Regions from separate parts of the Mus musculus genome. Here all the other regions are linked to region 1. A link is a contact called in public HiChIP or PLAC-seq data. All regions are on one chromosome and are shown on one strand. Each heading gives the region's core, a stretch centred on a gene start, on an enhancer-like site or on the middle of the called end of the contact. The rest is flanking DNA. Distances are from core to core; before and after follow the strand shown. Region 1 holds the start of Enc1 (ectodermal-neural cortex 1). Region 2 overlaps Arhgef28 (Rho guanine nucleotide exchange factor (GEF) 28). Region 3 overlaps Arhgef28 (Rho guanine nucleotide exchange factor (GEF) 28). Region 4 overlaps Gm34388 (a long non-coding RNA gene). Region 5 overlaps Gm41031 (a long non-coding RNA gene). Region 6 has its middle 34 kb from the start of Gm41031.

Region 1 (3,944 bases), core at 491-2,990:
ACCTGTTCCTATCTTCCTCTCGTCAGAGCCTATCTCTGATGCGAACTCCGTTTCCATCCGTTTGCTTTCTATTGGTTGTAATCTTTCTCTCCTTGGGAACGGAATTCTGCCTGCCTGGCTCCTTGCTGCCCCTGGGGGCCTCCACACCTGGTTCTTACCTTGAATCCCTCGAGCTTTTTCCCTGGCTCTGTAAAGCAAAATGGAGCCAAGACGCTATCAAAAATTAAAATAGGAAACAGATTTGAAAAGGCTGTCGTGAGGCTGACGAGTTAATGCTAAGAAAGGACTTAAGAGGGCACTGTCTTTCTTTGCGATGAGCAAAATCTATCAGCCTCAATAGCAGAGGAAGCCAGAGAGAGGGAGCTGGGATAAAGGACCAACCCTGCGGGTTTCAGCAGTCTGTGGTCTCAGGAAGCGCCATGTGGAGCCTCCTGCGCCGGTTTAAACCATTGCTACGCCTGGTGTCTTAAGAAAAGGAAGACTGGGGGCGAAGCGTTGGGGAGATGAAGAGGATAGGGCAAACTCCCTGGCCACTACTGAGGCCCTGCAGGTCTCCAGCCAGGCAATTCACATCGCCAAAGACCTCTCTTTCCTCACCTGCACAATAAAGGGTTTGGGCTAATAATCTATACAATTCGTCCCTACATATCTCAAATGCCGAATAAGAGCCAACTCAAAGTGTCGTTTTAGCTCCCAGCACAGAGAGTCAAAAATGAGAGTCATAAACAGTTGTGGCCACGTTTGTTTATTTATTTATTTATTTATTTATTTATTTATTTATTTATTTAGGATAGAGTTCCTTCTTTTGCTAGGCCCTCGAGACTTTAGGTGTGTGTGTGGGGTGATGGTTGTTGTTTTTTTTGGGGGGGGGGGACACGCTATTTCTTGACTGAACTCCAGACTCCACCAACCAACCAAACCCAGGAAAGGCCAAGTCTCCGAAGGTAACAGACATCTTCCCTACCAGGAGGAGGCAGCGTGTCTGCTCCTTGGAGGAGTTGGCTTTGAATCTAGCGGCCCTGGGCGATTGGTTGCGAAACACGTGGGCCCTCAGGACCCAGCTGGGGTTGCTGCGGCTCCAGCTCCGAGCGAGACAGAGTCCTGCCGCGGCTTCCTCACCAACTTGGGGTGGAGAAGGAAGCCCCCCACAAGAGTTTGGAGTCTGGCCTCTTGCCAGCAAGTAACCCAATGTCCACTTGCGCAACCTGCAGTGTTCCCCGAGGTCCAGACCTAGGCTTCTTCCCTTGCTCCTGCGGGAACTAGGCTCTGCCTGCCGCTGGGGTGTCTAACCCAGTGAGTGCATGCGGGAGCGGTGGATCCCCAGCTTGGCCTTGGCTACTCCACTGAGCATTCTTAGGATCCCGGCACCCTCGAGCGCAGGAAAGCGCCTAGGGCTGCTTTCCCCTGAGTTGGGTGCCCCAGCCCCCGACCTAGCCTTGAATGGGGTTGACCCGAGGAGGCGAAGACCCTCCGAGCCTCTAAAACTTATTTTCTTCCCGGTCCCCGAGGGCTGCAGCTGCCCGTTGCTGAGCGAGGGCGTCCGCTTTGTCTCCGTTCGCTCCCCGCCCCACTCCCCTAGTTCCTCTCCGGCTAACCGCCCCCCCCGTCATCCCCCCCCCCAGCTCCTCCCGCTCCTGCCCGCGTAGTGGACGCGCTTCCTCCCTCCTCCCCCTAGCGAGTCTCTTTGCATACGCGCCCCCTCCCGGGCGCAACTTATAGGCCGGCGCACGGTGGCCCGGCGCAGTCAGCTCCCGCAGCCTCAGAGCCAGCGGCGCGACGGAGGCGCTGCAGAGACCCGGAGCCGACGCCAGGCGGCCGCCAGCGCTCACGCCGCAACCCCGTTCCCTCCCCCTGCGTGCAGACCGCCTTCCTCCGCGGCGCGGCCGCCGCAGGCTCACTCTCCCCTGGCTAGGCGCGCGCCGGCAGACGCTTGGCCCGGCCGGGGCGCCAGGTCCGTAGCAGCAGATCCGGAGACCGAGGTCAGCTGCCTGCCGAAACCAGCCCGGGAGCCACTACCCCGGACGCTATCGCCTCCCTTCCCAGCGCTCCTTTCTCCCCGGCGATCGCCACCGCTTCCTGGAACAGAGACGCCCTTCGTCGGCTCCCTGCGGGTGACCGAGGCAAGAACCGCAGCCGGTTGTGTGCAGAGGCCAGCCGCCACTACTGTAAGTTTGCCCTGCAACCCCAAACCTGTTGCGGGCGCCCGGGTTTCGGGCGGTGGGAGTCGGCCGCGGGGTGTGCTTGGGAGCATCGAGCCGGCGCCCGCCACCCTGGCTGAGGCTTAAGCCCAGGAGGTGCTCTCGAGGCAGAACAGTCGCTGGAGTGGGAACGGCACTGGGAGAGCAACTTGCCTCCCCTCTGCGGTGTAACGCCCGGGCAAGTATCGGTGGGTGCGAGGAACCAGGTTGGGGATAATATCCCGGCTCCTAGCAGTCTCCAGGAAGCCCAGCGCGTGGGATCGGTTCCCCAGGGTGCCTCGTAGCCGGCTTTGGGGGGCGGTGGAGGCCATGCGCAGACCTCCTCCTGCGGCCACTTGACTGCAGCCAAATGAATGAAAACTGGTTCCTGAAAAACGAGTTTCTTCTCCTGCAAGCTTTTGCCTTTTAGAATGACATTATTAATTTCAAAGGCTAGGTAGGAATTGGTGGGCGGGGTGGAGATGAAACAGTGGACTTGGACTTGTAATTTGGTGTCGTCCTCACTGGCATGTCCAGCGTGTTGAGAGTAGCCGTTGCAAGTGTTGGAGGGGACGGCGTGGCCAAGAGCTATTTTGGTAAACATCTTTATAGTGTGGCTCCGTTGTTGTCAGTAATGTGAGTGCTTGGGAACGTCTGCCTGGCTTCTTTGCTCGTGGGATCGAGATCAGGCTTAACCAGGAGAGAGATGGAGGTGCTCCCAGTGTTGGAGGCAGACGTCCTGCCTGGAAGCAGCAGGAAGTGAACTGAAGTCACTGAACTAGGTGCCCTTTTGATGTTCACAGTAATAGCAGTCTTTTTCTCTGCCTTCTTTGTAGACGCAAGTTAAGTATATGTGTGCATTTTGGGGGTCATTTCCTTAGCATGCAGATTTATGTCTCTGGGGTCTTTAAAAAATGTTGGAAAGGATGATTCGTTTTATGTTGAAGGTGTTTTTTGTATAACCGTATGTATAAATTATGTCTGGATATTTTGATGTTTGCATGATTCTAAACCAGAGAGCACGTTGTCTCCCTAGGGTCTTCAGGAGCACCTTTTGTTTTAATCATACAGTGGTTGCAAGATGAGAGATTGTGACAGTGACATTCTCTCCCAGTGGGATGGGATCCAAGGTGACAGGTTAGACTCTGCCTCCTGGTTTTCTGGGGGAGACTTAGAAAACACAGCAGCATAAACACAGGATGCAGAGTGGTGCACATCCTGTAGGCCTTCTAGACAAACTGTTTTCTTAAGTATACACCTGGTTGTGAACGTTGTTTTATACCACCCTGACTCCCCAGCCCCGTGGGATTCCAGCTCAGCCTGCTAGCACTTAGATTCTTGTGTTCCTTTCTTGGCTCTTAGCCCGAGAGGAGGCAGCTTCCTTAGACTAGAGACAATCATTTAGAGGTTTAGGCTTAAAGTCTTCCTCAAAATAACTCAGACCGAACGCATTCATTTAAATGGCATCCACGGGGATAAAGCAAGCAGATTGCAAGTGCCTGGGAGCCTGAACACTTCCTAAGCTTAGTGTCTTCACAGAGGATGCCTCCACTGGGTCATTCTGCAGAACTTTCCACATTGGGTTAAGCTGGACTAGAAGATAGAGCCTTTGCTTGAGGTGGGGGAGATGCTTGGGTCCTCTTCATCCCGCTACCCACTGGGAAGTCCTGGGTGCTGTGTGCAGGCTTCGCAACACTGAAGCTTTGTAAGTTTGATGCTTACTTGGTCTTTGGTCTTGTTTACCCCGCATGGAAAGTAACATTCCAA
Region 2 (3,944 bases), core at 931-3,430, 940 kb after region 1:
GGCTGGCTGTGCTGAGTGGCCCTGAGATGTGCTTGTCAGGACCCAGGCCAGAGAGGAACAGGGAAGCACACAGCATCTCACAGCATCTCGGGCCATGCAGACCTGGCAAGCACCAGGAGCCAGGGATGCATTCTAGATAGACCGCTGGCATACTCAGTACTTTAAGGTTGTCATTCCAAAGGCAGCAGAAGAACCTGCAGAGTGCCAGAGTAAGGCAGAGGGGGACCTGGAAATGAGAGCCATTAGGAAGCCATTACAGCAGCCCAGCGAAATGAAAACACGCGGAACACAGCTGAAGCCACAGGAAGAAATTCGCAAAAATAATAAGAAACAAAACATTTACGTTTTTTAAAGTTCGGTGTGAACAGTGGTATACAGAATCAGGAGACTCCTTAGAGTTTAAAATGCTCGTTAGGGAACTCACACCACACCTCTTACTGTTTTAGTGCTTTGTATTTGAGATAAAAAAAAATCCCCCGCGTGGCCCACACAGACTGGCACATTGAAACTAATTCCAGTGTTGCCCGTGGTCCTGTCATAACCTGTTTCACACCAAATGCTGGAACACACAACTAAACCGTGCTCCTGCTATCACACAGGCACCCACAGTACACCTGTGTCATACCAACCGCCGCTGAACTCACCCTAAGAACAAGCACGAATACCATGTGCAGGGCTCAAGTGTGTAACTGGGAGTGGTCACACCTAAGTTCCACGCCCATCATAACGTCAGACCCACATTAAAACGGGCTGATTGCGCACTGGAGGTCATTAACATGCAAGTGAGTGCCTGCAACGGCTGAAGTCCTACACCAGAAGATTGCTTTTGAAAGCAGTAGTTCTAGAAGCCAACGTAGGCATTGCTGGGTCTTGACTAAAGAGACTAATGCTGGTTTTGAAAAGTGTTTAAATTCTCTGCAGAAACCATGCTGTTGTCTGTCCCCTGGAGGTCAGGGGACGGGAACGTGCGAGTGTCCTTGGGAATGACTTGGGGAACTGAAGGACCCAGGGGACATAACGAGCACGCAGAGAGTGGAACAGAGGTGAACAGGATAAGCCCGTGGGAGGAGCCGAATGGAAATCTTGCTCAAGTTCTAAGCGCACTTGCAATACAAGGACTCCTGGAAGGCCTGAAAGGCCTGGGAACACAGGTTCTGAGCGAACACAGTTCGGGATCTGCAGGATGGTGTCTAATCAGAAGAGTCTCCCTCTAAAAATTTACCTTGGAGAAGTCATAATTGACCAACTGGATAGCAATTTGCCTGAGGCTAAAGAATGTTGTGTATATATATATATATATATCTCGTATATTTTTCCTAAGAAGATTTAAGAAATGTACGTAAGTCAGATCATCCAAGACAGCTGTCTCCCTTCAGAGGGTGGCAAGTTCAAAGACGAAGGGAGATGATGATTCCCTGTGAAGACAAATCTGAAAATGTAGCCTCAGTGGAGACTTCCAGGACCTTTCGACTAGAGCAGATCCTTCGGGTCTCTTGAACATGAGGACAAGCTGGACCCTCTCCCAGCCTTCCACAGAACCTCCGAAGAAAAGGGAAGAAGGGCTCCAGACTCCCGCAGATGGGTCGGCAAGCTTGCTGCTCGTCCGAAGCATGTTTCCTAGTCTCTCGGCTCCATAGGTCCCTCATCTGAAGCATGGGTACATAGTAAGGTCACCATAGGAATTAAAGCTAAGATACGTATATGAATGAGAGCCAACATTATAGGAAAAGAGCTCCGCTGTTTCCTTGCATGATACTGAAGTGAAAGTGCTAGATTAAGGTCTAGAGTCTAACCACAGAAAATAACATAAATGACTGGTACTATCATTATTAACATCGAACTCCTGATCTATCTCTAAGACAGGCCCCCAGTTGTTCCTGACTGGTTGACTACACCGCACTGGGCATGCTTTTTTGCTCTACTTTATTGGGTTCTTCTATCCTCCACCCTTCCAACCCTTATTCCATCCTAATCCCTTCCAATCCCCCAGCACTAGGTAGGAGAGAAAGGAGCTTAGATGAGAAAGGGATGTGGACCTCTTTACACCACTTCCTGCTGATAAAGGGTGTCAAGTTCCCTGGAGCAAGTCCAGTCTTTGTCATCCAAATATCTCCAACCAGCAGCCCAGCAGCCCAGCAGCCCAGCAGCCCAGCAACCCAGCAACCCAGCAATCCAATCCAGGAATAGCAAATGCAGCAGCAGGGCCTGCAGCAGGAGGGGAAGCAGCAGCCACCACAGGTCCGCTCAGGGCTCTCTCCCATTTACACCCAAATGGAAACTATCTGCAGCTGGCAAAAGCCACACCCCTCCTAGAGCATGAGACAATCATAGTCAGCCACTGTGGACAATCTGAAGCGACCCCACATCCCACACCGGGGATTAAAACAGAAACGGACTCACAGAGGGTAACTGAATTTTCAAGGAAACCAAATTTCTCACTACACCACTTGAACTCTGTTTCTACACTTTCGTTTAGATGTCTGTGTAGGTGCACACAGTAGGTGCACACAGCCTACCCAACAGTAGTACACCATGCATCCCCAGAAGATACAGAAGGAAGGTGGGTGGGTTTTTTTGTTTGTTGGGTTTTTTTAGTTTTTTTTGTTTTTAGGGGTTTTTGTTTGTTTGTTTGTTCCTTGTTTTTAAATGTGTTAAAGAAGCAGAGCCTTGCCAAGGAGGAAACAGAAATCTAACACTACAGAAAAATCATAGTACACTTGACTCTGAAAATTTCTAACATAAGTAGAAAAAAAAATAAACGTATCATTGCTGCAACTGATGCGATTCTAAACTCAACTGAAATGAGGAAAATGGGGTTTTCTTCCCCTCTCTTCTTATAGGTCCACCACCCCAAGAGAAAGGCATCTTTTAGTCACCAAGTCTGAATTAAAGGAAAACAATACGTGGAAACCAACTTCTCTCTCTCTCCGTGTGTGTGTGTGTATGTGTGTGTGTGTGTGTGTGTGTGTGTGTGTGTGTGTGTGTGTCTCTCTCTCTCTCTCTCTCTCTCTCTCTTTGTCTGTGTCTGTCTGTCTGTCTGTCTGTCTTCCTCTGAGTGTGTGTGAGTACATGTATGCATGCACTTGCTTCTGGGTATGAGTACAGACATACATATCCCAGGATGTACACACAGACATCAGAGGATAACCATGGCTGTTGGTCCTTGCCTTCTCCCTTGTTTGAGACCATCTCCGGCTCACTGCTACACAGACTAGGCTGACTGGCCTGCAAGCTTTCAGGAATTCTCCTGCCTGTTCCTCTTCTCATTACAGGAGCACTAGGATTCCAGATGTACACGACCCTGCCTGTCCTTCATGGGTTCTAGGGATCTGAATTTAGTTTCTCCTACTTAGGTGGCAAGCACTTTACCCATTAAGCCATCTCCCCAGACCCCTATTTTTTAACGGACAAGGAGACAAGAACTGGCCAACTATTTAATTGTATCCATCCCTAGCCCCTCCCTAAACATGACAGAAATGCTCACACCACATGTCTTTGACTGTAAGTCATTTTCCCTAGAAAAATGATTCAGGAGTTAATTGGCTTTATACTGTTTCTAAGTAGTGGAAGGAAAGAAGAACACATCTTTGTGACCTTCGATATAGAACCAGGCAGTTCTAGAATACAGCCACTCATTAGCGCCAATCCTTACACAACAGGCCTCTTTCAAACTCTCCCCCACTAATTTGAATTGGCTCTGCAGTTTTCTCCCAAGTCACTGAATACAGAAGTGTTAGATTAACAAAGCAAATCGGGATCTGGCACGGAACCAACGGACCCTGGTCTCTGTTCTCCTGCATCCATATGTGCACCAATAGGAAATCTATGCCCATAAATATCTCACTGCAAAGTGAGCTATAGCTTTTCATTGTGTGTGAATATGCCATTTTAAATTTTGCAAAATGTTTGCATCTATATCCTGCCTTGATCAGCAAAGCATCGCT
Region 3 (3,944 bases), core at 909-3,408, 730 kb after region 1:
GAAGGAAAGGCCATCCAGAGACTGTCCCACCTGGATATCCATCCCATATACAGCCACCAAACCCGGATGCTATTGTGGATGCTGGGAAGGGCTTGCTGTCAGGAGCCTGATAAAGCTGTCTTCTGAGAAACCCTGCCAGAGCCTGACAAATACAGAGGTGGATGCTTGCAGTCAATCATTGGATTGAGCATAGGGTCCCTAATGGAGGAGTTGGAGAAGGGACTGAAGCTGAGAGGGTTTGCAGCCCTATTAGGGGAGCAACAGTGTCAACAGGGAAGAGCCCCGGAGCTCCTGGGGACTGGACCACCAATCAAAGAGTACACATGGAGGGACCCATGGGTCCGGCCACATATGTGACTGAGGATGGCCTTGTTGGACATCAGTGGGAGGAGCTGCCCTTGGACTTGAGGGTGTTCAATGCCCCAGTGTAGGGGAATGCCAAGGCAGGAAGATAGGAGTGGATTGGTGGGTGTGGGAGCACCCTCATAGAGGCAGGGGGAAGGGGATGGGATAGGGTGTTTCTGAAGGGGAGACCTGGAAAGGGGAAAACATTTGAAATGTAAATAAAGAAAATATCCAATAAAAAAGAAAGAAAGAAAAGTAAATGAATGAAATGTGCCTATAATAAGACAGAAGAAAGAGGGTTCCATGAAATGCAACCCGGGGGCATGGACAAAGAAAAGGCTGTGGGCAGGCCAGCTGGCTGAGAGGAAGTGGAGCTTCATGAGACAGACAGACTGCAAGAATGATGAAATGATACATGCCATAGACACATGCTGACAATTTCCATGTGATAGAACATTTAAAAGCATTCTGGCATATAGGCAGAGAGAAGGGAGTTACTAACCAAGGACACAAGGCCCACAGGCCCCAGATTCTCCCGCAGTAACAATAAATGCTCAACTGTATTGGACCTTGCAGACGGAAGCTTAAAGGGAACAGCTTTGGAGTATGGTTTCATTCAGCCAGATAGATTGCATTTTGAGGGTGAAACAAACAAAGTGCATAAAGGTTTCCATAAGCTGCCTCATCACACCCTAGCCTGAGAAAGAATGGGGAATAAAGACTGAAGGATGGGTTGATAGGAGGTCTTTAGTTTTTTTCCTTAAGATTTCTTTTTCTTTTTAGTTATGTCTATGAGTCTGTACATGGGGATGCTCACTCGAGTGAAGGTGCCCATGGGGACATCAAGATCCCCTGGAGCTGGAGTTACAGGTGGTTGAATGCTGTCCAGTGTGGGTTCTGCAGCCAAACTCCAGTCCTCTGCCAGAGCGACATCTGCTCTTAGTCACCCAGCTTTCTCTCTAGCCTAAAAGTAAGCAGTGACCCAGGCAAAGGCAAACAAAAAGCCCTTGGGCTCGGTGATGCACATTTGTAACCTCAGCACTTGGGAGGCGAAGGCAGGGGGACCAGGAGTTTCAAGTCAACCTTGGCTACATAGTAAGTTTGAGGATAGCCTGAGCTATGAGAATAAGGGACTTTAGCGCAACAAAACAAAGGAAGGAAGGAAGGAAGGAAGGAAGGAAGGAAGGAAGGAAGGAGGGAAGGAAGAGCAGAAAGAAGCAAGGAAGGGAGGACAGAAAATGAAGGAGGGAGAATGGTTTTAAAACAATTGTAAGTATACACAGAGAAGTAAACCAAAAAAACCAAAATACTGAATTGCTCCTGAAGCAGCCACGTCAATTCCTGAAATGCTCAGCCTACAATATAAGAATGCAGTAATGCAACAATTGGATATATAACAGAGAGGAGAAGGAGGCTCACATGAGGAAGAAAAACTGTATTAAATTATGAGCCCCACACAGCCATAGCACTATCATTAGGAGATATTAAAAGCCCTTATCTTGCCAAATGGCAGGAAACAATAAAACCAAACAACACATGGTCCAAAGAGCTGAGCCAGACAGCAAGGAAAACAGCCAGAAACTATCAAAGATAGTCGGAAGCAGTAAAACTAAATGTAAATAAGAACAACCCTTTGTTATAAAACAAGATCTTTCCGTTACATTACAGACTCTCTTGAGCTAAATTAAAGACACACACCCCAAGAATGAGACTCACAGAAACGGTTATGTGACAGACAAAGAAAAGGAACAAACACGGGGAACACATTTGAGAGAGAAGCAGAACTCAGTGCAGAAGGCAGGAAAGGATATGAAAGTGAAACAATATTGATTAAAGTTCATCCGCGATGAGTGCATATGAGAAGGCCTGTCCACCAGATAGTGTCACATCAAAGTACATACAAGCACCTAAGCCAGGTAGACATGAGAACACTGCAGAACAGCAATGTTTGTGAACTGTTGGCAACTAGGAATCTAACAGCAACAATGACACCAAGATTTTGAGTACTTCTTCTACAACATATTGTTTTACATCATATTTGTCTATAATAGTAGAGCTATTGACCCTTATGCATAGAGGATTAGACATCTAACACAGTAGAGACTGCCCATGTCATCATCTACTACTCAATGTCAAAATGTGATAGTAATCCAAGTTTGAGCGACCAACACTCCACTCCCAATGAAAACCTTGTAAGTCCCCAAACTAATTCTAAAAACCACTGTTGTATAAAGAGAAGCAGCTAGTGTACACTTCAACTCACAACCTGGTTGTAGAATTTAATCTAAGGGACTAATCAGCAATGTAGACAGATCCGTGTGAGAACAAATGTTCATTTATGTTGTGAAACTATAAAAGAAGAAGTGAGTAAACCAGGAGGAATAACTAAATACTCTTGATAATATCATCAGATGCAATCTTAGATTAAAGGCTGATGCAATGTTTTGGGGTTAGAAGAGACTATAAGTAATTAGTGGCTGCTGAGAGAAGGGGGGACTCACACATGCCCAGGGATGAGCCCTCTAAGTGGCTACCCAATGCGGCACGCTCAACCCGCAACACAAGAGCAACATTAGATGGACTCAGGCAGTATCTGTATATTTATCTGTATATTTACATGAATCATTGTAAAAATAATAATTAAAGAGAAAGGAAAACAACAGAGACGATGCACGAGAGTAGAGAGGGGCTTGGAAGTGGGGGAGGGGAACAGGGGGCAGCAGGAGATGACAGTGGGGAATTAAAGATGCTGAAGGTATATTACATGCATGTACGGAGTGTCATCAGAAAAACCCATTAGCTTGAACAATGTTAAATGCTAATAAAATGATAAATTAACAGCAAAGCTTTTGGAGGTGGAAAAGTTTGAGACAACTTAAGTTTTCATTCATGCCCATGTCATCATCTACTACTCAACGTCAAAATGTGATAGTAATCCAAGTTATATTATATATATAATATAATCCGAATATTTTCTGTAAGTCTTCATACAGCTATTTTTTTAAGTAATATCTGGTTTGACAGCTGAGCATGTCTACAGCACTTTTGGCAATTTCTAGCTTCGACCACAATGCCATCAACACCCACTTAGTGGACTCAAGTGGAGCAGGTCTTGCTTGCACATCAGTTTACCTTAGGACTCATTAATTAAACATAAGTATTAAGGATCAGCTTTGCGTTGGCTCGTGTAGGGGCTGTGAAAAATTACTATGCCCCCCCTTTCTCCTTCCAGAACTTACAGTGAATGGAAATATGCCATAACACACATGGTGGTAAATAACAGGGCCGGGGACTCAGTGATAAGGAAATGGCAAGCCAGGTACAGGGTGGTGTTACTGATGATCTACAGAGCTTACTGAAGGAAGAGCCTCAAAGACAGAAGGTGCTAGGACAGGAGTATTCTGGCTTGTGAGAAGAATGGTAAAGAAGGCGATGTGACCAGCCAAGGAAGCAAGAGGAGAGGAGCCCTTGTGTCCTGGTTAGTTCTTTGTCAATTTGACTCAAGCTAAAGTCATCTGGGAAGAGGGAACTTCCACTGGAAAAATGCCTTCACCACATTGGCTTCTAAGTATTTTTGTAGTTAATGATTCATGTGGCCT
Region 4 (3,944 bases), core at 484-2,983, 640 kb after region 1:
CCTTGCTCCTTAGAGGCCCTGCCCATTCATTTCTTTGCCATCTTGGTGGTTTCTGCTATGTTCTAGGCTGTTAGGTGACTTGTATACTTAGGGAGCCAATTATGCCCACCCTCTATGCCTCTTCCCTTCCTGACTTACCACCACACCCTTTTATTACAGTTGCCCTTTCCTTAAAACCACACACAGCCATTAGCTTCTTACGGCCTTTCCCAGGGTTGTCCCTCCATGCTCGTGGGAACCAAACCGAGTAGCTAACTTTCCCACCTCTTCCAAACTTATCACCCACACCTTCAAAGCTTTCCCTCTTCCAACCCACACAATGAGTTGAGGGAAAGAGAGGGAAATTGGTTCTTCCGGAGTCTGGGATAGAAAAGTGGTTGGTGTGGAATACTGGGAGCTAGAGGAACATTAAGGTCAGCCCCGAGGTGAAGAGTAGAGCTGCTCGGGCGGGGCCGAGCCTGAGAGCCATAGCCAGAAGCCCCAGAGGGTTGAACAGGAGTTAAAAAAAAAAAAAAAAAAAAAACGCTCAGGCCCCGGGTGAGGAAAGGTGGGAACCTGGAGAAGGAATGAGTCACACGGGATAACACACTGCCTGGGGAGATGCAAAGGAGGAGTCTCTGCAGAGCAAGTCAAGGCAGGAGAAGCAGGAGTAAGAGATGAGTCCCGGGGCAGGAGTCGGGAACTCCTGAACGACGATGAAAGAGGAGACTTGGAGGAATACAGAGAGACTTATATGTGAAACAAGAGGACAGGTGGGATGTATAGTGATCTGCAAGGGCTGAGACTACATTCGACTATGTAGACAGCATTGACAGCATTCTCCCTCTCCCCCTCCCCCTTCCCCCCCCCCTCTCTCTCTCTCTCTCTCTCTCTCTCTCTCTCTCGTGTGTGTGTGTGTGTGTGTGTGTGTGTGTGTGTATGTGTGTGTGTGTGTGGTCTGCCAGGCATAAAGCCACCATAGCTGGCTTCTGCTACTTACTCTCTGTGGTCTGAGATTGGAATGTCCCTCAAGAATCGATGAGCTTAAACTTCACACCGTGACTTACTTCTTCAACAATAAATGTTAGGTGGCAAACCTGGACTCAGATCCAATTTTACTAGTTAGTAGGAAATTGAGCTGTATTTTATTTTGATTTTTTTTTTAGTATTTAACTAAAAAAAATGCATCTCTATGCTATCACATGAGCACTAGCATGCTTCTCCACGCTTTGGTGTGCTTTTCTGTCAAAGACAGATAATAGCATCAGTTGGTGGTAATTAGAAGAAGATACAAACTTTAAGAGTGCTTTAACCTAGTAAACATCAATAAGTATTAGCCATTTTCAGTAATAATAATTACTTCAATATCAAATTTAGAGCTTAATGCTTCTTCACCAGGCAGCACAAAGAACCCACTCACTGCTCTATGCTCCAAAGTCCATGGTGAAATAACGTTCTGTCTCTAACCCAACTGCATTGGGGCTCATGCTTAAAATTCTACCTGGTCCTCAAAATCCCATCTTTACTGGTGAATAACTTTGACCATTCCTCATCTGAATCTCCAAGCCTCAGCCACTCTGTAAGCCAAGGATGACTGTTCCAGCAGAGTCGAATGTGAGGTACGATCACGACACAGGGTCCCTGTGGGTCAGTGAGGGATGGAGTCGTCACGTGTAGAGCTCTTAGCTTTGCTGTAGACCTGTTCTTGGATTATAGCTCCAAGTATGAGGTCACACCAACTCGTCCACGGAACGAGTGGTAAGTGCTTTCGTCTGTTTATCCTGAGCTCCTTCAGACCCTGGGACTTGTCATGCGAGAGGCCCTGGTTTTTACTGCAATGCCTGCCAGCAAATCTGGGTGAGAGGGTACTTCTTTCATTTCATGTAGAAGAGGTGAGGAGACTTGAAACAATTCTGATGTACTTGTAGCTTTTGAACTTCAGATTAGAAAGAACTTCTTGGCAGGAGGAAACTTTTTTCATTCAAAATAAAACCACTTCGTTTATTTGTTTGTTTGTTTGTTTGTTTGTTTATCTATGGTCCCTTGGGTTTCTGGACAGGTGGCTCTCAAGAAGAATGTTAATAGGTTTCAGAAGAGGATCACACTAGAGAAGAATGAGAATATCTTCTTCCCTGTGCAGGTGGATTGCAGGATTTGCTGCAGAGAGCCTGTAAGACACGTTGGGCACAAAGGAGGCCAGTGTCTGGAGGTGGTTTAGCTGAGGTTGGTTGGCCTGTTTCTTTTTTAAGTAAGTAGCTGAGTGATACCAACAGCCCTGCAGCCAGATTACACGTTGCTACTAAGAAACCTGTTATGTCATCTCAGGGAAAAAAAAATCTGCACAAACACGCCAAGTTTCTTGAGAAAAATCAAAGGCCCACTCCTCTCTTTCATCTTTCTGGCTCTGCAGAGCCCAGGCTCCCAAGTTGCCACATGTGGCTCAATCTTTGCATTGAGATCGACAGGGCGTATCAACTCAGAAGATAGGGATAAAGCCAAGAAGCACAAACTGCATTGGTGACACGTTACTGCTACAGAGGCTAACTCTCCACCAGAGAAGGCAGAGGGCACATGGCCCCTTCCTTTAGAGTAGAAGGGAGAATTTGTTTTAGTGGCTGGGCACTGAATCCAATGGGCTGATTGAGTTTGGGTGTCTTTTTTCTTTTGGTAGTATATAATGCATGACTTCAGAGTGATTTTTATGGTATCTGTGGCCACTTGTTCAAGCCTGGGACAGAAAATTTGGGGATTTTTCTGTCTCATTCAGCAACACCTCTCACGGGGCTTAACCCATTAGGAGTTCTTGTGATACCCAAATTTAAGACCACCAGAGGGCCCTGCTGGAAGGAAGTGATTCATGTGTTGTTCAAATAACAGCCAGTCAATGTCTCTGTCCTCTTGATGAGTTGTCTATATTGGAACAGTTAGCCCACATTCCTCCCAGGAGGTAGTTTGCATCAAAACAATAATGAACGTCACTGCCTTTTGTCTATGAGTTTCTGTGGTGAACAGGCAGGTGATCTGGAGTGGAGAACCGGAAGCCAATGTGTTTAAACTTCTCTTGAGGAACGGCAGCTTGGGGCTGCCCATCTTCTGTCATATCTTCCTGAGGCTTGGTGAAGTAGCTTTCATCACTTCCCAGATGAACTCTCTAAACTCATGAACCTGCTGCCAGGGCAAAAAGAAAGAAATGATGAAAGCCCAGAGAACCAGCCAGTTAATGAGGACGAGGAGTCAATTGGAAGGGCCTCCCTTTCCGCTTGACTGTGGGAAAGTGGTTTATCCCTGCCCTCCTTGCTACCCTGTAATGATATTCTGAGCATTAATAAGAGGTCTGGCATCTACAGCTAATTCCTCAGATTAAAAACAAACAAACAAACAAACAGAAACCTCTTCTATGTGAATAAAGTCAGGGTGAGGCAGTGGTGGGACAGTGGATGCTGGCACCCAAGGGAGGAACTAACAGGAAGCCCAAACAGCAGCCATGCTGAAGATCATGGAAGATTACCAAGCATTTACTAGGCACTGTCTAGAGCTTGAGACAGACATCAAAATGACCTGATGAAGTTGATTTAATCCACCTGGCACTATAGCACAGCACCACAGATCGAGTGGCTAATAAACAGCAGAGATTAATTTTCTCATGGGTCTAGAGGCTGAAAATTATGCAAGCACAGTCATGTTCAGGGGCACACCCTCTTCTGGAGTGCATGCTAGTGTCTTCTTGCACTCTCGTGTGCTATAAAGGCGAGCAAGAGACTGACGTGTCTCCTCCTGCTTGCTCTTTCTTCCTTCCTTCCTTCCTTCCTTCCTTCCTTCCTTCCTTCCTTCCTTCCTTCCTTTCTTTCTTTCTTTCTTTCTTTCTTTCTTTTTGGTTTTGTTTCTTTGATTTTTTTCAGATTGGATCTTACATTGTATCCAGGCCTACATATCATTATATATAATAAGTTGGCCTTGAACTCATG
Region 5 (3,944 bases), core at 846-3,345, 580 kb after region 1:
CACTGGGAGTAAATTTTCAAATAGCTGACTGGTTTATGACAGGCACAATTGCCGGATGGACATCTAGTTATATGACTTGGGATATTCAATTTTGTTTTATGTGCTTCAATAAAATTTTATCCCTTTATTGACACAAGTCTCACATAATTCTTTTTGCTAGCGATTTACGGCTCTTACGGCCATTTTATATAGATATATTTTCCTTTTGTTTTGTAAGTTGTTAATGCTGGTCTATAGAAAAGTTTATTGATATGTATAGCTATTTTTTAAATGTAGCTCTGCACTCCTTTCCTGTACATTATAATAAGAATGGGAAATTTTATTTCTAAATATTCATTCAAAACACAAGAACAATCAAAGCCACTTTCTTATACTAATAAGACAATGGAAACATTTATTTGTCATTTTGCAACATTTTCGAGAGTGTGTGACCAATCTATTTAATATCATTCCTCATCATAAATGTAATACATAGTTCAATCTACAGAAGACAATTTTAAAAGGTTCATTGTATTAAGAAGAAGCATAATACTTGGGAATATCTAGAGTTTATAATTATATGTGAACATACACACACCCTTGAATACAATGTGCCAAAAACACAGAGGTGTGTGTATGTGTGTGTCTGTCTGCAGTGTCAGGATTTGATGAACAATAAAATCACAAAGTTTGGCAGATTTACTAACAACAATGTGTCACAAAACCCTCCTGCCTTGGTGGCTTGGGTGAGGAATGCAGACTTTTCCATCCTAACCTTAATTATTAATACAAACTCTCACATCAAATAGTATATAGCACATAGCAAATCAATCAATTTGTGCATTCGTGTGTGTGTGTGTGTGTGTGTGTGTGTGTGTGTTGTGGTATGTGGTTTGTGTATGTAAGTGTATGGCATGGTGTGGTGTGTATGTGCTGTGTGTGTATGCATGTGTATGGACGTGTGTGTGTGTGTGGTATGTGTGCATCTATGTGTGTATGTGTGTTACAGAATGAATACAAGTTAAGCCAGGTGCGGCAGAGCTCAGTCTACAAAAGTGGGTTGAGAAAGAGTCCATGAAGAAAAAGGCCAAGGCCAAGCTGGGACTGAGCTGCCAGTGAAAACTGCTGGCGTCCAGGTTTAGGAGAAAAGCAGCAGATTCGAGAGTGAACAAAACTGAGCCAGGCTGAGAAAAACCACACCCGGATCAGGAGCTGTTTCGGAAAATATTTTTAAAAAACGACCCTTTCGATAAAATCTTGCTAGTGTATGCAATGGTGTCAGCGTTTGGATGCTGATTATGGGGTGGATCCCTGGATATGGCAGTCTCTACATGGTCCATCCTTTCATCTCAGCTCCAAACTTTGTCTCTGTAACTCCTTCCATGGGTGTTTTGTTCCCAATTCTAAGGAGGGGCATAGTGTCCACACTTCAGTCTTCATTCTTCTTGAGTTTCATGTGTTTAGCAAATTGATTCTTATATCTTGGGTATACTAGGTTTGGGGCTAATATCCACTTATCAGTGAGTACATATTGTGTGAGTTCCTTTGTGAATGTGTTACCTCACTCAGGATGATGCCCTCCAGGTCCATCCATTTGGCTAGGAATTTCATAAATTCATTCTTTTTAATAGCTAAAGGGATCTGCAACCCTATAGGTGGAACAACATTATGAACTAACCAGTACCCCGGAGCTCTTGACTCTAGCTGCGTATGTATCAAAAGATGGCCTAGTCGGCCATCACTGGAAAGAGAGGCCCATTGGACATGCAAACTTTATATGCCCCAGTACAGGGGAACACCAGGGCCAAAAAGGGGGAGTGGGTGGGTAGGGGAGTGGGGATGGGTGGGTATGGGGGACTTTTGGTATAGCATTGGAAATGTGAATGAGCTAAATACCTAATAAAAAATGGAAAAAAAAAAAAAACCGACCCAGCACGTTCCCGCACTTGTGCCTCTGCCCTGGCAGCCAAACAGGCCATGAACTGTCGGGGCAGTGGCCACCTGTTTTTATCTCGTGGAGACTGACTCAGAACTCCACAATCTCTCCACCCAGCTCTCTAGGTTCCCACTGGAGGTTGCTACCATGCTAACCCTGTTTCAAATCCCCCACGGCCTTTGTGGTACACATCTGGCAAACCCATGCTTGGATGCTGTACCTTTCTCTCTTGACCCCAGATGAGCTGCCACGTGAAGGAAAACGCAACACAAACTCAGCTCAGAAACGATGGTAACTCAATCTCTGGGCACGACAACTAAAACCTAATTTTGTAAACCTTATTAAAATCTGATTCTTCTAGGGGCGAATCTTTGCGGATCTGCCATGTTACTGGGAAACTCTAGCAGCTACATCTTACCTCTCTGCTGTCCCATCCCAAAAAGGACCTAACTCTCCCCTGCTTCCTCTCTTCCTTTGTCCAACCTCGAAGTCCCGCCTACTCACCCAGTGATTGGCTCCTTTGTTCATTAAGGGATTGGTTCACAAGAAGCCACCTGAGTACTTAGCCCAGAGCCAACCACAACAAGGAGCCAGAAACAGTGGTCAGAGACAGATTCAGACAGGTGAGCCAATGGTCCGACGTGCGCTGAGTAGGCCAGATCACTGGTGGAAAATGGATTCAAGCTGGGGAGTCCCGGGTTCTTCACAAACACACACACACACACACACACACACACACACACACTCTCTCTCTCTCTCTCTCTCTCTCTCTCACACACACACACACACACACACACACACACACACACACACACACACACACACACGTTAGGCGAGAGGTTGCTATAGGCAAGGGCATTATACCCTTTCCTCAATCTGGTATGACCTATAAGCTCTTAAATCTAGCCTCCCCAGTATGATTTTTTCATTTTTCTCAAGTGCCTTCCAGAAGCTCTCATCCTATCACCTGGTGTGTACATCAAACAATGGACAGGCAGAGAGCTGATAATCACAGGGCCTTCAGCTCAGCTTGGTCCCCAAGGCATCTTTGAATTTCTGACCCTGTCTCTGCTCTTCATTTCTGTGGCCTTCACAGTCCTATGCCTCACTTCAGCAGCTCGATTTGACCCTGAGACTTGGCTCAAAGTATGAGCCTCAGGCTCTGGCTGGACTCTGTATCAGTGACCCTGGCAAGGTGCATGTTTTATTCCTGGGGGAATTCGTCTACCATCCTGAATCTGTCTCTTGGGCCTCTTTGGAGGGTTGTTGTTGTTGTTGTTGTTTATTTGTTTCTGAGATGCGGTTTCCTATATCCCAGACTGGTTTCTAAAGTTACGTAGCAGATGATGACCTTGAAGTTCTGATCTTATTGCCTCCACTTCGAAAACTCCTCTCCTTGATCTCTATGCAGCCTCCTTTACCTTTTGTGGCATTTCATAACCTACAGGCACTCACACTCACACCACACAGACACACACCACACACATACACACACATACCCCACAGACACATATGACACACACACATATACACACATACAAGTATTTACTGGGTGTTGTATAATGTGTGATTGAGAGCTAATATTAGTAGTCAACTTGTCAGCTTGTTTTTTCTTTGAGAGAGGGAGAGGGAGAGGGAGAGGGAGAGGGAGAGGGAGAGGGAGAGGGAGAGGGAGAGGGAGAGGGAGAGGGAGAGCACCAGCATTTGTCTTGGCTAGTTATCAAGAAAGTTGGGACTCTAAGGCAAATTGCTGCCAAAGAAACTGCTGTGCCTTGTGAATTTATTGCTAGTCAATAAATTCTGACACTGTGGAAAGACACAGGGTATTTGTCTATGTTTCTGACACAGTAAGCTCGTGACAGTGATAAACTTACCTAGTAGCAAAATCTTAGGGACAATCTGAGCCTGACTCCTGAGGTAGGAGTCCTCGGAGTGGCTCACATCTGTGCCCAGCCCCACTCCCTGGGCACATCTGTGCACTCTACAAGGAAACTGGGCAAGAGATATCTATACACTTCAGAGGACCGCC
Region 6 (3,944 bases), core at 733-3,232, 550 kb after region 1:
TGGGGAGGAGAGCAGAGAGGAAAGGAAGCCAAACTGTAGAAGGGAAACATCCGGCGTGAGCAGAAGACACACCCACACTTCCTTCTCTCAGCCCCACATCAGATTTCCCATGTAGGACAATAAGCCATAGTCTTAGCCTGTAATCTGCTCCTGCAGAGACCAACCCCTACACGTTCTAGAAGAAGAGTTGAGAGGCTTTAACAGTGAAGAGTTCTCGTGTGTCTTCTCTCGTCCCCTTCTAGATCAGCTCTTATTTCCTGATACTCAATCTGTCCCACTCTACACCTCGTGGGAGTATTTTGCAGATATAGGTTAAGACCTTCTTAGAGCGGTAAGGGGATAAAAGGGGTACAGAACAGTGAGAGGGGGAAGCTAAGGTAGAAGAGGGCTCAGGTCAGCCCTCTCCCCACCTCAGCTGCTGGCCGTCACTCCAGCTCTTGCTTCTGCAGGCTTCTAGTTCTTTCCAGGACTTAAAGGCTCTACAAGACCCAGAGACAGACAGTCAAAGTGAACTTGTTTGCTTTGTGATTTTGAAATGTAAAGTTATACATATACTGTTTTAAGTAAGGTACAATTCAAAGTAAATATTTTTAATAAGACTCTCTAAATCGATTTCCGTGTTTGATTTTATTTAAATTATCTCTTACAACTCCATTTAAGCAATAAAATCATCACAGTACTAAGTCATTCTATTTTCCACAAGCCTAATTTCTTGCAGGGCTGCAAGGTTTTAGATTACAGAGTGTTTTTTATTGCTGCTTAGAGTTGGAACACAATTTAATTTTACAGCTTAAGAAACGGTTCACATAGCAAATATTCTTGAAAGAAATCTATGACATGAGTGAGTGTTTAAAATGGTAAGGATGGAGTACTGGTGAGATGGCCCAGCAAGTCAAAGTGCTTGCTACCAGAAGGAGAATCTGCCTCCTACAAGTTGTCCTTTGACCTCCTCTACCATGGTGCAGGTACAAATACAGGCACACACACACACAATTAAAAAAATAAGTCTTTACAAAAATTGTATAGTTAGTGTTATGGCATAAATGAGAAGGAGGTGCAATGTCTATGAAGACCAAAAATTCACGGGCACATGTGAAAAAATGATGACATAAACATTGGGGCTACTGATTATTCTCCCAAGTAAAGTCCCACATCTTCAAAGGAAAGAAATGCGACATAACTGGTTCGACCTGAGCGAAGTCTCAGCCATCATTTTAGAAATGCACTTCTATGCACGGTACAGAGTGTGCCATTACTTTGCCTCCTGAGGTAGTCCTGTGTGTCAAACTCAACATGGGAGAGCAGCACAAACAGGGGGAAGTGTAAGAAGTCATTCTCTAAAACTCACAGGGGGTTGGTGTTCAAGCTGCCTTGCTAGGAGAATGCTCCAGCCGAGTGTAATATAGAAAGTAAAGTAACATAAAATATGAAACGGTTGGGTGTGATGGTGGTACCCATGGTGCGGGCTGGCATAGCAAGATGGTGGGACACAGGGGGAGCTGGCAGCGCCATATATAACAACACCTACTAATACTGGCTCAAACATTGGAGGGGCATTTAAGAGAGAAAAAGAGTAAGTGGGGGAAATCAACTGTGGGACCAGAGCAATGTTGTGCATTAGGCTGCTGGCTGCTAGGCTGCATCTCTGGTTCTGTCTAGACCTCTTTGTGTTCTTCTCTCCCATCAATCTGTCACTCAGGCAGCCTGTTTATGAGGATCACACACACAAAACACATAAATACACAGGTCATAAATGTATTCAACCGAAAGCTCTTTGCCCGGAGGGATGGAGGCACAGCCCATGGGCAGGGAGCTTCACGGTTCTTTTAAATTTCTGTTACACTCATCTCTTTGGGGCTGCATAACAAGCTGGTGAGGTAAGCACCCACTGAGAAAGCCTGATGTAAAACCAAGCGTAAGTACAGCCTGGTGGTTTGAAATCCCTCTTCTCTGTAGTCCCCGGCTCCCTCTAACAACTACCAGCTCTGCAGAGGAGCCAGGTCTGGCCCCTCCTGTGAGCCAGACCCATGTGGTTATTTGAGATCTTATCAGTTCTGGAAAGGAAAGAAGTTAAATTCTCTTCGCCTTCTGGAAAGGATCAACTGCTTTGCCTTTTTACCTGGAGATTCGATTCTTCTTGACAAGGGGGTGATGAGCTAATGTAAGGAACACGTTTTTACAGACCTGGTTTGTTTTCGGCTGCGTTTGTGAAGTTTTCTTGAAGATGTGTCTACTTGTCCATGTGACATACACCAGTGTGTCTGCAGCAAGGCAACCCCTCTTAAAGACGTTACCCCCCAAAGGGCCTTAAAGCCTGGTCATTAACCTTCCCCCTTCAAATGAAGACACCTCTCACTGTGTGCCTCTGGTTCTGCCCCTTTCTGCAACATCACCAGGGAGGGTAAAGAGTTATGCAAGGATATAATATTTCCACCTCAGAAGCCCAACGTCCCATCCTTACATATTCATCGCGTGATCTGATGGAGCTGCGTCTCCAAAGTCAAATTTCTAGGGAAAGTTTCTTTGGGTACAGAATGGCATGCTCAAAAAAAAAAAATCTCGGGAGGTAGGCGGTCCTTCTATCTATCTGTAGCATCTATTGAGATTTGTTCTACTGAGATCAATCAATCAATGTCTTTGCTGATCAGTGGGCTGACAGGAACCTGTCTGGGAGCTCTATTTTAGATTTCATTGCACAAGCTTGGCTGTACCACACTGTTGTGGGTTGCCCTGGTGCTGTTTTGTATTCTGATGTTAATTCTGCTTCCTCAAGAGGAGAGGATCACTCACTCAGGTGGTTTCATGTGAACCTCCTCCCCATTTTAACTGGTCAAATAAAGGCTGTAACTGGGCAGTGGAAGGGAAGCGTGGGGCTGGAGGTTTTAGAGAATGGGGGAAAGAGAGTGAAAGAGAGAGGAGAAGACAGAAGAAGAGGAAGTGTGAGGAAGATGGAGCAGAGCAGAACCACACGGCTTGGAGAAGCCACAAGTAGCGAGAGATCTCATAGCTGGGGAACAGAGTAGTGTAATCTGCCCAGTCTGGGTGTGCAGCTTAAAAATATTGTAATTGATTTGTGTGGTTTTGTATAGGCTTATTGGGATTGGAGATTTATTATATCACCCAATTAGTAGTAACTGCATATCACAATCAACTTCTATTTTCCTAACTAAAGAATGACATTGAGTGTGTCTAAGTGGCAACCACTTTACCAAACATCTTACAATGCCATTCTGTTCTCCTCCCAATCTTCTAATGGGAAAGTTACTGTTAATATTCCCATCTGGTGGATGAGAAAAGCGGAGGCCGGGGGGGGGGGGGAATTGGAAGAAATAGTGGAGCAAACGTCACACTTAGACAATGTCTTGACCTTGGCATATTGTGCTTCTGGGAAAGTCAAGGTGAGTCAGGTATGGGCCAAAGCTTCACAAGCCCACATTCCATGAGAAGAGGCAGAATTCTAAAATAAAAACAACGCAATATAAATGTGATCCTAAAGGAAGATGCTATGAAACTGGCAGATGGTGGGTGTGAGGACAGAGGGGAGAAACACCTCGGCCTGCTTGACTGGGAGGGATGAAAGTCCAGGGACTCTTCAGAGAGTCGAAGACAATTATTTCCATGAGAAAATGTAAACTTCAATGAGCAAACCTTCTCTGATAGATGCATAAAATGAATCCCAAAGCGTGCCCTTTGTAGAAGAGATGAACCTTCAATTAATAAGAGAGACACAGAATGCTCCTGAAGAATTTAGATATGGGGAATGAGTAAAATCTTGCCTCCAGAGAATTAAAGTCCAGAGATGAAGACCCAGAAAGAAATATTAAGCGTCCACATCACTCTGACTCCCTTGGAGGAAAAGTGTTAACTGCAAATAGTTAACGTGGATAAAGAAAGTAGGTACCGTTAAACTAGGAGGTTGGTGAGGCACACTCATGAGCTTAGGT

What was found. HiChIP or PLAC-seq counts read pairs in DNA pulled down with a chosen protein or histone mark.
Region 2: an H3K27ac HiChIP or PLAC-seq map of differentiating embryonic stem cells shows a contact between it and region 1, with 4 times the contacts expected there. The contact joins the enhancer-like site here to the promoter of Enc1 in region 1. A contact is called at or near these places in 1 of 15 datasets of contacts at CTCF or cohesin (large pre-B cells), 6 of 115 datasets of contacts at active chromatin or transcription factors (bone marrow-derived macrophages, differentiating embryonic stem cells, epiblast stem cells and 3 more) and 1 of 9 other capture datasets (embryonic stem cells).
Region 3: a FOXA1 HiChIP or PLAC-seq map of pancreatic cancer cells shows a contact between it and region 1. The contact joins the enhancer-like site here to the promoter of Enc1 in region 1. A contact is called at or near these places in 1 of 39 promoter capture datasets (embryonic stem cells), 2 of 484 Hi-C or Micro-C datasets (bone marrow-derived macrophages and cortical neurons), 17 of 115 datasets of contacts at active chromatin or transcription factors (SST interneurons, acute myeloid leukemia, craniofacial prominence and 14 more) and 1 of 9 other capture datasets (embryonic stem cells).
Region 4: a contact with region 1 is called in an H3K27ac HiChIP or PLAC-seq map of trophoblast stem cells, with 12 times the contacts expected there. The contact joins the enhancer-like site here to the promoter of Enc1 in region 1. A contact is called at or near these places in 5 of 39 promoter capture datasets (the C10 cell line, embryonic stem cells, epiblast stem cells and 1 more), 3 of 484 Hi-C or Micro-C datasets (bone marrow-derived macrophages, cerebral cortex and granulosa cells), 27 of 115 datasets of contacts at active chromatin or transcription factors (the NIH/3T3 cell line, SST interneurons, acute myeloid leukemia and 21 more) and 1 of 9 other capture datasets (liver).
Region 5: a contact with region 1 is called in an H3K4me3 HiChIP or PLAC-seq map of embryonic stem cells, with 4 times the contacts expected there. The contact joins the enhancer-like site here to the promoter of Enc1 in region 1. A contact is called at or near these places in 19 of 39 promoter capture datasets (the 3T3-L1 cell line, 3T3-L1-derived adipocytes, the C10 cell line and 11 more), 1 of 15 datasets of contacts at CTCF or cohesin (embryonic stem cells), 25 of 484 Hi-C or Micro-C datasets (the AML12 cell line, the HPC-7 cell line, the N1E-115 cell line and 15 more), 32 of 115 datasets of contacts at active chromatin or transcription factors (the NIH/3T3 cell line, SST interneurons, acute myeloid leukemia and 21 more) and 2 of 9 other capture datasets (adipose tissue and embryonic stem cells).
Region 6: an H3K4me3 HiChIP or PLAC-seq map of embryonic limb bud shows a contact between it and region 1, with 19 times the contacts expected there. The contact joins the enhancer-like site here to the promoter of Enc1 in region 1. A contact is called at or near these places in 16 of 39 promoter capture datasets (the 3T3-L1 cell line, 3T3-L1-derived adipocytes, the C10 cell line and 10 more), 1 of 15 datasets of contacts at CTCF or cohesin (stem cell-derived epiblast-like cells), 14 of 484 Hi-C or Micro-C datasets (the G1E-ER4 cell line, bone marrow-derived macrophages, cortical neurons and 7 more), 25 of 115 datasets of contacts at active chromatin or transcription factors (the NIH/3T3 cell line, SST interneurons, T-cell acute lymphoblastic leukemia and 16 more) and 2 of 9 other capture datasets (embryonic stem cells and liver).

The regions. Positions count from the first base shown.
Region 1 is chr13:97,239,365-97,243,308 of GRCm38.p6, forward strand. It overlaps Enc1 (ectodermal-neural cortex 1), which reads left to right and starts at 1,741. Exons shown (of 3, transcript NM_007930.4): 1 at 1,741-2,165.
Region 2 is chr13:98,182,656-98,186,599 of GRCm38.p6, forward strand. The region is part of intron 1 of Arhgef28 (Rho guanine nucleotide exchange factor (GEF) 28); the gene reads right to left. Among named protein-coding and RNA genes, the nearest start is that of Gm34469, 13 kb to the left of the region's middle. Within about 2 kb of position 2,181, at least 33 of the 459 cell types and tissues checked have an H3K27ac peak or open chromatin away from gene starts, as enhancers often do. A contact at or near this core is called in differentiating embryonic stem cells, where this site is marked.
Region 3 is chr13:97,972,848-97,976,791 of GRCm38.p6, forward strand. All of the region lies in intron 16 of Arhgef28 (Rho guanine nucleotide exchange factor (GEF) 28), which reads right to left. Among named protein-coding and RNA genes, the nearest start is that of Gm34388, 81 kb to the left of the region's middle. Within about 2 kb of position 2,159, at least 40 of the 459 cell types and tissues checked have an H3K27ac peak or open chromatin away from gene starts, as enhancers often do. A contact at or near this core is called in bone marrow-derived macrophages, extraembryonic endoderm stem cells and pancreatic cancer cells, where this site is marked.
Region 4 is chr13:97,882,073-97,886,016 of GRCm38.p6, forward strand. All of the region lies in intron 2 of Gm34388 (a long non-coding RNA gene), which reads right to left. Among named protein-coding and RNA genes, the nearest start is that of Gm34388, 9.9 kb to the right of the region's middle. Within about 2 kb of position 1,734, at least 11 of the 459 cell types and tissues checked have an H3K27ac peak or open chromatin away from gene starts, as enhancers often do. A contact at or near this core is called in trophoblast stem cells, where this site is marked.
Region 5 is chr13:97,818,171-97,822,114 of GRCm38.p6, forward strand. All of the region lies in intron 1 of Gm41031 (a long non-coding RNA gene), which reads right to left. Among named protein-coding and RNA genes, the nearest start is that of Gm41031, 5.9 kb to the right of the region's middle. Within about 2 kb of position 2,096, at least 10 of the 459 cell types and tissues checked have an H3K27ac peak or open chromatin away from gene starts, as enhancers often do. A contact at or near this core is called in differentiating embryonic stem cells, embryonic stem cells and kidney, where this site is marked.
Region 6 is chr13:97,789,954-97,793,897 of GRCm38.p6, forward strand. No RefSeq gene overlaps it. Among named protein-coding and RNA genes, the nearest start is that of Gm41031, 34 kb to the right of the region's middle. Within about 2 kb of position 1,983, at least 28 of the 459 cell types and tissues checked have an H3K27ac peak or open chromatin away from gene starts, as enhancers often do. A contact at or near this core is called in craniofacial prominence, embryonic limb bud and second pharyngeal arch cranial neural crest, where this site is marked.